Regions from separate parts of the Sus scrofa genome. Here region 1 is linked to region 2. The links are chromatin contacts, called in public promoter capture Hi-C maps. All regions are on one chromosome and are shown on one strand. The core of a region is the stretch at or near the end of the contact, and the rest is flanking DNA. Distances in the headings are between cores, read along the strand shown. Region 1 holds the start of C2H11orf24. Region 2 overlaps LRP5 (low-density lipoprotein receptor-related protein 5).

What was found. Promoter capture Hi-C pulls out the DNA fragments that hold promoters and counts their contacts.
Region 1: a promoter capture Hi-C map of skeletal muscle shows a contact between it and region 2, with 4 times the contacts expected there. The contact joins the promoter of C2H11orf24 here to the enhancer-like site in region 2. A contact is called at or near these places in 3 of 5 promoter capture datasets (fetal skeletal muscle, liver and skeletal muscle), 11 of 47 Hi-C or Micro-C datasets (brain, embryonic fibroblasts, fetal liver and 6 more) and 2 of 2 datasets of contacts at active chromatin or transcription factors (alveolar macrophages and skeletal muscle).

Annotation. Positions count from the first base shown.
Region 1 is chr2:4,677,877-4,683,875 of Sscrofa11.1, forward strand. It overlaps C2H11orf24, which reads left to right and starts at 4,328. Exons shown (of 4, transcript XM_003480654.4): 1 at 4,328-4,505.
Region 2 is chr2:4,595,180-4,601,293 of Sscrofa11.1, forward strand. The region is part of intron 5 of LRP5 (low-density lipoprotein receptor-related protein 5); the gene reads right to left. Among named protein-coding and RNA genes, the nearest start is that of LRP5, 56 kb to the right of the region's middle. Within about 2 kb of position 3,047, at least 5 of the 83 cell types and tissues checked have an H3K27ac peak or open chromatin away from gene starts, as enhancers often do. A contact at or near this core is called in fetal liver, fetal skeletal muscle, liver and 1 more, where this site is marked.

The sequences.
Region 1 (5,999 bases), core at 3,078-5,577, 84 kb after region 2:
CTAAGCCAATCCCTCTTCCTTCATGCCGTTTCCTGGTGACCACTGATTTCTGTCTCTCTTCTTTTGTCTTCGTATGAGCATGATATACATGGAATCCTGCGCTAGTGTCTCGTGCCTGCTTTCTTCCTCCAAGCACAAAGCTTTGACAGTCATCAGGGCTGGGGCATGTAGCAGTGATTCTGTGTTCTGTGGCTGGGGAGTAGTCTATTGCAGAGACAAATCACAATTTGTGTCCGCATTCACCCACCGAGTCATTTGGGTGTTTCCAGCTTTTCGCAATTAGGAATCACGTTGCTATAGACGTTGCCTGACGGGCCTCTGTGTGGACACATGTTTTCCCTCCCCCTGGGTGAACACCTAGGGGTGGGATTGCCGGGCTATAGACTAAGTGTACATGCGTCACTTTATGAGAGACTGCCAAGCTGTTTTCCAAAACAGCTCTACTATTGTGCAATGCGTAAGAATTCAAACGGCTCCGAATCTTTCCAGACACTTGTATTTTTGTTTGGGGCCAGGAAGGAGGACCAGAGGTCCCCAGGATGCTGGTATTGCCCTTCCTTAGCTGAGTGCTCATTACACCGGGGATTCAGGTGGTGAAAGTTCATCAAGCTATGAACCTGTATGTACACGTTTCTGTACTATAATAATTCTCGATAAAACTGTTTTTAAAACCCTACAACATATCTTTGAATAATTCCTCTCAATTAGCTAAAAATGTATTGAAATTTAAAATGTGTTTTTTCCGGAGTTCCCATCGTGGCTCAGCGGTTAATGAACCCGACAAGCATCCTTGAGGAGGAGGGTTCGATCCCTGGCCTCGCTCAGTGGGTTAAGGATCTGGCGTTGCCATGAGCTGTGGTGTAGGTCACAGACACAGCTCGGATCCTGTGTTCCTGTGGCTGTGGTGTAGGCCAGTGGCTACAACTCCCATTGGACCCCTCGCCTGGGAACCTCCATATGCCTTGGGTGTGGCCCTAAAAAGACAAAAAGACCAAAAAAAAAAAAATGTGTTTTTTCAGAGTTTCCTGGTGGCTCAGATGGTTAAGTCTCCAGTGTTGTCACTTCTGTGGACTTCTGTGGCTCAGGTCACTGCTGTAGCATGGATTCAATCCCCCTGGCCCAGGAACTTCTGTATGCCTCAGACACAGCCAACAAAAAAAAAAAAAAAAAAAAAAAAAAAAAATGTACTTTTTAAAAAACTGAAAAGAAAACCCTCAGTGTAAATACACAGTGGCCTCATTTCATAACCTCTAAGGTGTTTTTCCCCCAGTAGAATAAATGCGTGGTAAATATCTGAAAGGCAAACGAATATTTCTGAACATTTCAAGTCAGGAGGCTCAATCCAATAACGCCTCCATAATGATATTCCTCTCCTCATCACTTATCCACTTTTATTCTAAAGATTTCATATCGTCAAATCCTTAGTTGTGTTCAGAGTATAAAAATGAACTTTCGGTGGGTAAATAACGACCACAAAGGGGCACGAGGGGATGAGTATCAGTCTCATTTTCTCCTTGGGAGCAATGACTCAGCAGTCACTCAGCAGTCACGGCGACTTTTTAAAACATAAACACCACGAGTAATGTGCCTTGACTGCAGCATAAACTGAGGCACAGCGTGGCTAAGCCTCTTGCCTGCTGTCACTCAGCGAAAAAGTGAAGGAGGCCCTGACTTTTACCCATGAGACCTAGCACGGCCTTATAGTCAAATAATAAATCAACAACCATGAGGCCCGAGCTGAGTTTGCTGTTTAGCTCTTTCTGCATAGAAAGCGCCTGAGAGCCTCCGAGCCCTGAGACAGAGCTTGTAGACTGGAGCGTATCCTTCTGTCTTTAGTTCATCCGCTGCCATCAGAGTGGATGGCACAGAGGTAACAAACCTGACAAGCATCCATTAGGACACAGGTTCGATCCCTGGCTCTGCTGGCTCTGCTCGATAGGTTAAGGATCCGGAGTTGCTATGAGCTGCCATGTAGGTTACAGACGTGGCTCAGATCCTGCATTACTGTGGCTGTGGCGTAGACCTGCAGCTCTAATTCAACCCCTAGCTTGGGAACTAAAAAAAAAAAAAAAAAAAAAAAAAAAAAAAAAGCAGCTCTCCCAGCCTGTTTTACTCTTCATAATGCTCTACAGAAGCAGTTATGTGGTTCCCAGAGCTCTGCCGTGATAGGTGCCAGGTCCTCCCAATTCACTCAAAGTTGTCAGATTCCCCTACAAGAGAATGGGTTTCCCAAAGATATTTCCATTGTTGCCTGAAGCCCATCCTTCCTTCCTTCCTTCCTCCCTTTCTCCTTCCCTCCCTTTCTTTCTCTCTCTCTCCCCAAAACCCATTTTCTAGCAACACTCTACACTGGGGCTTTCTTTACAAGCATTTTCTGAAAAGGACCAGGCAGTAAATACTTCAGGTTTTTGTGGGCCGCAGGGTCTCTGCTCCAACTATTCAATTCTGCCCTTGCAGTGCAAAAGCAGCCACACAATACATAACCAAGAGGCACAGATGTATTCCAATAAAACTTTACTAGAAAAACAGACAGAGGGTCAGCAGATCCTGGCCGTAGACTCTGAGCTCCTTGAAAAGGAGAGCTTGTCTCATCTTTGTAATTTCAGCCTCAGCAGTAAAAACTGTCCCGATTTTACCAAAGAGGAAATAAAAGCACAGAAACTGATTTTGAGGAAGCCGAGCATAGAACCACAACTGGCTGTTTGGGTATATTTTCATTTGTGAATTGAACAGATACTGACTGCGCTTCTCATGTTAGAGCTGAGCTTGTTGTGAAAATTAAAGCAAACCCAAAGCAAAAGGATCTTGTCTTCACAAACTCTCCCACCTGGCTGGCCTCTCAGCAAACCTATCCCTTACAGGGTAAGGGCTACACCGCCTGAAACCATGAGATTGAACTGGATGTGATAGGTCTGTTGTTGCTGTTGTCTTTTCTAGGGCCACACCCAGGCCTATGGAGGTTCCCAAGCTAGGGGTCTAATTAGAGCTGTAGCTGCCAGCCTACGCCAGGGCCACTGCAATTCGGGACCCGAGCTGCATCTACTACCTACATCACAGCTCACGGCAACGCTGGATCCTTAACCCACTGGGCGAGGCCAGGGAATCTATCTGAACCCGCAACTGAGCCAAGACAGGAATTCCTGGATGTGACACTTCTTTTTTTTTTTTTGTCTTTTGTCTTTTTGTTGTTGTTGTTGTTGTGGTTGTTGCTATTTCTTGGGCCGCTCCCTCGGCATATGGAGGTTCCCAGGCTAGGGGTTGAATCGGAGCTGCAGCCACCGGCCTACGCCAGAGCCACAGCAACGCGGGGTCCGAGCCGCGTCTGCGGCCTGCACCACAGCTCACGGCAACGCCGGATCCTTAACCCACTGAGCAAGGGCAGGGACCGAACCCGCAACCTCATGGTTCCTAGTCGGATTCGTTAACCACTGAGCCAAGACAGGAATTCCTGGATGTGACACTTCTAAAGTGAGTTTCAGGTGCTCCCAGAGCTCAGAGCTGGGGAGCTGATCCCATCTTTGCACCCTCACTTTTCTGGGTCTGGCTTAGTTTCTTAGCCCAGGACCCCAAGACGAGTTTTTTATAAGACAAGTTTTTTATAACTGTCTGAAAATAAAGCCTTTTGGATTATTCCCTTTGAGATGGTCTTTCACAGACAGGCTCTGGTTTGGACTTGGGGGGACTGGAGAAAGTTTTAGACTCGGGTACAATCACAAAACTTGTAACTTACGAAGCTACTTCGAACGAAGGTCAAGTCCCATACGCTTTCCTCTACACTGTTTTGCTCCAGTTATTCCACGTCTCACAATCTCAAAACATCTCGAGAGGCTCAGTTTCAGGGTCTGTAAAACCGGGGCTAAGCGCCTCACAGCAGTTAAATCACAGAACCAAGCCCAGCGCTTGGCACGTTGTAGGCGCTCGAAACACGCCGGCCGCGGTCTCGACTGTTACTTGCTTCTGGGATCCCCGGCGCCTGCCCCCGGGGCTGTGGATGGAGTCTAGAGAGGGCGGGCACGTCGCAGGGTCCCCCCCCTCGGGTGACCTGCACGCCAACGTCATAGGTCTGGGCTCACCCAGCCCAGCCGTGGCACCTCGGTCCCCACAGGGCGGGGTCCACAGTCCCAGCGGAGCCCAAGCACCACCACTTCCGCCAGCGATCGGTCCGAAACTGCCGCTTCCGGCCCGCGCGGGACTTCGCCCGAGCCGCCCCGCGGTGGGCGGAGCCCTGACGCGGCCACGCCCCTCGCTTCCGGCTCGAATCCGGCAGCACCAGGAGCCGCCGGGCTGTTCTGAGCGTCAGCCGAGGCTGCCCCGCCCTCCAGGACCCGCCCTCTCGTGACGTCATCTCCGGGGCGGTCCGGGCGGGGCCGGAGCCCTGGCGGCTGCTCTGAGCTGTCCTGGCTCTCGGTCGTGCTGCTCCACTGCTGGCCACGTCCCCACACCGACCGCGGGCGCTTCCCCGCCGCCCGAGGGCCGCCGGGCCGCCGCAGGCCTGCCGCGCCCGGGTAAGGGGCCTGCTCTGCCGTCCGGGGAGCTGTTGTCACCGCTGCCTGAACCGGCTTGGGGCTGAGAGAGGGAGGTGGGGGACAGGAGGAGGGGTGTATAGGGGCACGGGAGGCAGAGGAGGGGACCTTCGGGCACGGGAGGCATAGTAGGGGCATGGGGGCCCGGGAGGCAGAGGAGGGGACCTTCGGGCACGGAAGCAGAGGAGGGGACCTTCGGGCACGGGAGGCAGAGGAGGGGGCATGGGGGCCCAGGAGGCAGAGGAGGGGACCTTCAAGCACGGGAGGCATAGTAGGGGGCATGGGGGCACGGGAGGCAGAGGAGGGCATCTTCGGGCACAGGAGGCAGAGAAGGGGACAAGGGAAAAAATGAATGGGGACACTGCAAGCTGGTGAGGATTGGAGGTGAGAAGTAGGAGGAGAGGAAGGAATAGGAGTCAGTTGGGGACCGAGACTCCCAAGGAGGATGGATGGGAGCCCAAGGAGGCAGGAGAAGGGCTTACGGGGACCCCAAGCCAGAGAAGAGGCTGGGTGAGTTCAGTTTGGGACAGAGGAGGGGAAAGTCGGGACGCTGCCATATGGGTGGGGAGACAAACAGTCTTGCCGGCCAAGGTTGGGCCCCAGGAAGTGTTATGCTCAAAGAGAGTTGGCCCTTTTGGCAAGCCAGGCGTTCTCTACCTGGAAGGGGGTCGTGCATTTCCATCTACCTGCCTGCCTCCCCCATGTGAGTCTGGGCACCTATGTAGTGGGTGCAGTTAGCTGTTAGGAGTCAGCATCCACATAGTTGGCCATAAAACGTAAATTTCTACTTAGACATCTGCCTCGACGATAAACTTTCTTTTCCCCTCCCTGGAGGAAGCATCTCGAAAATTTCAATCCAGATTTTCTCCTTACATGCTAGACTTGCCTGACGGACAGAGGAATGTCAGATTTACCCACACAGCCCGCAAGAAGTAGGCTCTTGCTCAGAGCATTTAGCCTGATACCAAAACTTGCAGAAACCTGGAAGGAAGCAGTGTAATTAAGATGTTATCTAGTGCGCCAGATTCCCATCTGCCACAGAGACACATCCTTTGGACCACAGGACAATGTCTATATGCACAAAACCACAAGCCTGTGTTCCTTGGGTTCTGATACCAAAGTTCAGCCAGGTGACGTGTCAAGACAGGTATCTGTGGTCTGCCCTGTATTTGTTTCCGCAATCCCTGCTCCTTGGTGTGTTTAGTTTCCCCAGCTTGGGGTAGCAGCTGGGGCCACATTGCTGCTGATCAGTAAGTTCCTAGTGTGATGGAATGGGTGGGGGGGGCGGGTAACGCCTGAGTTGGGCCCAAGAACCTGTGTAAGCCAGAAAAAGGAATTAGGCAGCTTAGAGTCTATGTCATGTAACTTGCACGCAGCACCCTGTGTATAACAGTTTCATAAAAGTTAAAAATCAAGCCAAGATTGGGAACACGAGAAATCAGAGACAGGAGGTGTTGAGACTTAGCACAACATCAA
Region 2 (6,114 bases), core at 1,797-4,296:
GGTCTGTGCGCTTTCCACGGGGGGCCTGACGGCAGATGCCCCGGGCGTGGCAGGCTGGCCACCTCCCAAAGCCTCAGCTCCACCACTGCAGCACGAAAGCCAGCCCAGATGGTGCCAATACAGAGGTGTGCGAACACGAGGCTGTGTGTGGACACGGAAACCGGACGGTCCTACCACTGTCCCGGGTCACAAGACCTCCTGCTCATGATTTTCTTTCAACCACGTAAAAACCACTCCTAGCCTGTGGCTGCCCCCACAGACAGGGAGCCATTTGGCCCGTGGGTGGGGGATTGCTAACTCTTGTATGGGAAATGTGACTTTTTCCAACATGAAAAGTCAATTTCTTGTTGTTGTTGTTGTTGGTTTTTTTGGTTTTTTTTGGCTGCACCTGAGGCATGTGGAAATTCCCAGGCCAGGGATCGAACTGGAGCCACAGCAGTGAGAACACTGGGTCCTTAACCTCTAGGCTACCAGGGAACTCCTAGAAATAAATTCTAAGGATAAGGAAACGACATCAGGAGGGAGAGTGGATGGAGAGGAACCCTCCGTTTCTCTGCTCCACTTTCCTGTAAACCCAACACGGCCCTAAAAAATAAAGTCTGTTAAGTTTTTAAAAGGAAAGTGAAGGAGTTCTCCTGGGGTGCGGCGGGTTAAGGATCTGGGGGTGTCGCTGTAGCAGCCTGGGTCGCTGCTGTGGCTCGGGTTCAATCCTTGGCCTGAGAACTTTCACACGCCGCGGGAGCGGCCAAAAGAAGAAGAGAAAAAATGAAGTTAAAAGGTATGTAAATCAAAAAGAAAACTCCTCAGACCCCAACAGTAAACAGGTAAAGACCACAAGCAAATTCGCAGAAGAAAAAAATACACCACCAGCAACCACGAGAAACAGGCACCTCTCGGTAACACGCTAGTGGCAGGGAGAGGCCACGGCCACCAGCTCCATCAGAAGACTCTTTCATGCTCAGCGTGGGGGCAGCATGTCCCCACCTCCCAGGGGACTGTCCCGGGTGCTCGCTTCCTAGACGGCAACACGGCTCAGAGACCCTGCAACCCGGTAACTTCCCCTCTGAGAAGCCAGCCCAAGGCAGCAGCTAGAAATGCACATGGGCTCCTGCTCACAGAGGGTCCCCGAGGTTTCGTGAAAACGGCAAAACCCAAACCCTGTCGCTAATCTCAAGATTCATAAATGACAGGGCTGGGGTCCTGGTCCCTCCTTACAGGGCACCCCACAGCAGGCTCTGGAGAAGGGCAGAGGCAGGAAAAGCCGGCTTAGGGTAAGGGGGCAAGGCAGCCGTATTTCTCTTTCTGACCTTGTCTGCAGAGCAGAAACAGACTCACAGACGTGGAGAGCAGACCTGTGGTTGCTGGGGCGGCGGAGGGGGAGTGGGATGGACGGGGAGTTTGGGGCTGGTAGGTGCAAAGGACTATATTTAGAATGGATAAGCAGGAGTAACGATCCTGACTCGTATCCATAAGGACATGAGTTCCATCCCTGGCCCTGCTCAGTGGGTTAAGGATCCGGCGTGGCCGTGAGCCGTGGTGTAGGTCGCAGATGCAGCTCAGATCTGGCGTTGCCGTGGCTGTGGTGTAGGCCGGCGGCTACAATTCTGATTTAACCCCTAGTCTGGGCATTTCCATATGCCATGGTTGCGGCCCTAAAAGGACCAAAAAAAAAAGGGATACGCAATGAGGTCCTTCTCTATAGCACAGGGAGCTACATCCAATCTCTCGTGATAGAACACGACGGAAGACGGCATGAGAAAAAGAATGTGTGCATGTGCGTGACTGGGCCACTGTGCTGCACAGCAGGAAGGGACACAACCTACAAATCAGCTACACTTTCATCCAAAACTTTTTCCAAAAAAAGGAAAGTCGGCTCTGATGTTGCACTTACAACGAGAACAAATCTCACAAACCGGGACGTGTGCTTCGACAAAAAGACGAGGAAGCACCTCAAGAGGTTAACAGCAGCGATCTCCGGGTGGCAAAATTATGGGTGCTTTTTGTTTTTGCCTCTGTTTTTCTTTTTTAATGATGTTTCCCCTTCTCCAGTGAAGATAAGTGTCACTTCATCACAAGGGAAAATGCAGGCTTCCGAAGACGGGTGCTGGGCTCATCCTTAGGTGAGTCTGGGAGGAGGGGGATCTGGACCCTGCGGACCCCCGGGGTCCTTCTCCCTGGGTGACGGGGGGCTGGGGAGCACCCTAGGCCTCCATCAAATTGCCACGCACGGTGATCTACTTGGCCTCCAGGTTCTGAGCCTTTTGGGAGGAAGAACAGCAGCAGGAGGAAAGGATGGAGCAGAAGCAGCCACAGCCCCCTGCGGCCCAGGAGGGCCCCGCGACAGTTACCCCGCGTGGGGACCTACCTAAAAGGGCCTCACGGTTAATCCCCTCCCTCCATACCCCAACGTGGGAAAAGGGGCAAAATAACAGCACATCCAGGGCACGGACCAGCCAAATCAACCCAGGTGAGAGAGGCAGGGCCCCTGAGCTCCCAGCCTCCAACCCAGCAGGCCGGTGGCCATCCCATCCGTCCCTCACGGAACCAACCACAGCTTCAAGGTCACAACCCCCAGGGAAGGACCAGCCCCCACGAGGATGCTCGCCCCCGAGGCCGGCACCACCCCCCGGACGGTTCTTCCTGCCAACTTCTTTTCCTGCTGAAGTCAGAAGCGAGACCAGCCTTCCCGCCGCCCTGAGGTGTCCTCAGCTGTGGTCCCAGCTCAAGGGGCTCCTTAGCCTGTCTCCCCCCTCGCAGCCCCCACAAGAGGCAGTGCCGACCTTGACCATGACCCAGGCTGCAGCCACAGGGCCAGAGCCTGGTCCCAGCACAGGCCACCGTCGTCCACACGGCAGTTCCTAAGGTCAGAAACAGCTTCGTGGTCTGCAGGCAGCTGGCTTATTTTGGTTCTTTAGCAATTGATTTTTTCCACCGCCCCCCCGGGGTAAGTGGTTGGACAAACACCGACCCCACAGCCCGGCACCCTGGCCCAGGAAACCACACGGAGTGACCACAGGGTCAAAAGCACAGAGGAAGTGGCTGGGCTGGGCGCTGGCTTGGCTGGAAACCTGAAGCCCAAGCAGCTGTCCACCCGCAGGGCCCGCCCCGGGCCGCCTGGCCAGCACTAGGGGAGGAGGCGGGGGGAGGGTGGGCTTACAGCCCCCCGGAACCGCCAGGCAGGCACCCCGCTTGGAGTCTGGGCCTGAGTGCACAGCTCTGAAATGGGGTGACCCCTCTGCCCTGAAGCCGGGGGGTGGCCAGAGAGTGACAGGGTCAGTGCCAGGCTTGGGACCCCCACCCCCCAGAGCCAGCCCCCTCCTGCCCTGTCCCCAGGCTCCTCACGTGGTCCTTCTGCCCCTCGCCACACAGGCAGCCCCACACAAAGTCACACCCGACTTTGGCTCCCAGCCCATTTCCTCACTGGGGGACCCTGAGCAAGCCACCTGGCCAGTCCCCTCACAGGTGGGACCTCGGTGTGGATAAGGCCCCCGGTGAGGCTGCAAGGGTCCCATGACAAAGCCGGTGAGCCCTGGGGCTCGAGGCCACCACCCCAGAGCCTGTCCCCTCCCAGGGGCACTGAACTCACGCACCCAAGGAGCCATCTCGGCAGGCTGGGCGAGGGTCGGGAGAGAGACCTACGAACAAAGCATGGTTGGCAGGGCAAAGTGGGCAGGCAGCCTGGTCCCCCGAAAAGCAGGAATGCGGGGAAGGGGCTGTCTAACAGCTGGTGACTTGCCTGCAGAAGGCTGTGTCCCACCTCTTCAGGCGGGTGGCTCAGTTCTTTAAAAAGCCCACACGGAGGGCCTTTCTGAGCCCAGGCGGACCACAGGTGTACCATAAGTGACCTTGGTGCCCGGCACGTGGGCGCTCCCGGGCCCAGGCGGTGCAGGCAGGGGTTGGCGCGGCCCCTGGGCCAGGCTGCCTAGGTTCCAGTCCTGTCTCTGCCCTGTCCCCTGTGGCCTTGAGTGCTGACTGTCCGTGCTTACAAAGCAGGCCGGTCCCAGACCCTCTCCCACAGCCCCCTGCAAGGAGCACAGGGCTCCGAAGTGTGCCTGCCCGGTGACCCCCGAGAAACACTAAGCTCGCCCAGCCTGCCCAGTGGTGGAGGCCAAACTCACAGAGTGGGCTGAGCTGTATGAAAACACTGCCTCTCTAGCTCAGAGGTGGTCAAGCACCCGCAGTTCTCACAGTTCAACTAAAGAGCACCCCACGTTACAATTTGTCAGGCACCTTCGGAGACCCGACCTTGACGGGCACTCCCAGGTCGACGAGGCAGGAAAGCACTGCATTTCATCGGGGCCACAGCCACATCAGGGAGGATCAAGGCCGGAGGCGGATGCTCAGATTCCCACCAGACCATGTCCCTGTGGCTGGCACGGAAGGGACCTGGGGCAGCCCCACTGGGCACAGTCACCAGAGTTGTTCCCGGTTCCAGGACGACAGCTCTGGCAGAGCAGATGCTCCTGAGGGCAACTAACCAGCTTTCCCAGCTCTCTTCTAGGCCTGACAGGGGTCCCGCGGGAAGGCAGAGTCCACCCGTCCCCCTTCCCCGTGGAGATGGGAACAGAGCGAAACACCTCCCGGCGGGGCTGGCGATGCTGAGTGGAGGCCTGAGCCCATGGGAAGGGGCTCCATGCCGTGGGCAGAGAGGCAGGGGCGCAGGTGGGCTGCCCGCGAGCTAGGAGTGGAAAGGAACCACCTGATTCTCTGCACTAATAAGCCTGCAGCCCAAGGGCTCGGCCCAGCACACCCAGGGCCAGGTGTGCTGGGTGCTGCTTCCAGAGAATTAGAAAAGTCACAAGGCACAAGGACCCCATCAGTGGGTCCTAGACAGGGAACCTGCAGCTGTCGCCAAAGTCTGAGAGGGCACCAGAGGGCAGGTGGCCAGGCGGGGCTGGCATGGCAAGGCCTTCCTCTGAGTGGCCCAGGGCGGGGAGGGGGGCGGTCCCCTGGGGCCTGGCCCCTGAGAGCCCAGGACTGGCCTCCAAAGATAAAGGGAGCCCTCTGAGCCCGCAGGTCAGTCCAAGGCCAGGCTGGAGCTGGGCTTGGCTGCGGGAACAAGGCGGACAGCGGGCAGGCTGGGAGGGACGGGGCTCGTGGGGGAGGGGGTGATTGCCGTCTAACTGCGGCCCGTGGACAAGGGCACCGAGGGGGCTGCCCAGGAGGCGCCGTGTCTTACGGCCCAGCCCCACGATGCCGGTGTTTTCTTTCTAAGAGTATGGCCTGCTCCCCTCTCCTCTTTCATTCGATTTAAAAGTCTTCAGACTCAGACACAAAAGCACACATGCTGTGTGGCTCCATTTCTCTGACGTTCCGGAACAGGCAAGACTAATCCGTGGTGAAGGGCGTCAGGACAGCGGCTGCCCTCGTGGAGGGGGAAGGGGGCCGCCACGGGCGCCGGGGGATTTTCTGGGTGGTGGGGCTGCTCTGTGTCTGGCGCGGGCCGGTGGTTATGCAGACGGGACACAACTGCCAGAGCTCCTCGAGACAAACCCTTCCATACACTCAGAAGCTGTGCTTTTTACCGTCTGCAAGTTGCACCTCAATTTCCCAAAAAAAAGAAAAAAAAAAAAAAAAGCAAGTTAGAGCTGGGGCCTGTGACACCGTTTCCTGGGACTGTGCAGTCTGATTTTCGTGCTATTAAAAATTCACGGTCCATGGCTGAGAACAGCAGCTGCCTTCTGTCTGCAGAGTCAACGCCAATCACAGCCCGGGCGGCGGCAGCCGCGGCCACAAGGGCCTCCTTTCTTTTGCCTCCGACCTACTTCCCTGATAAGTGACAAGACAGCCAGCCTGGGAACAAACGCACCCCTTATTCCTCGGCCCTGAGCCTCGGCTAATCCTCCCGGACAGACGGATGGATGCGAGGGGCCCAGTTGTCAGTCTGCTCGTCAGACCCGACAGCGGACGCCTCTGTTCCTCCCGCGGCCGCGGCCCCGCCGTCTTTTTGTTCCCTGGCCTCGCCAACATCTGTGAAAAGTCCCGGCCGAGGTGCGGCGGGCGGCCCCGTCAACCACCAGGCCCACGCCTCCCGCCCCCGTGTGCAGCCCCCTCTGCACAGGCCTGGGGGGGCAGCGGGGAACGCCCCAGTCCGGGCTGGCCACCCCCCGGGGG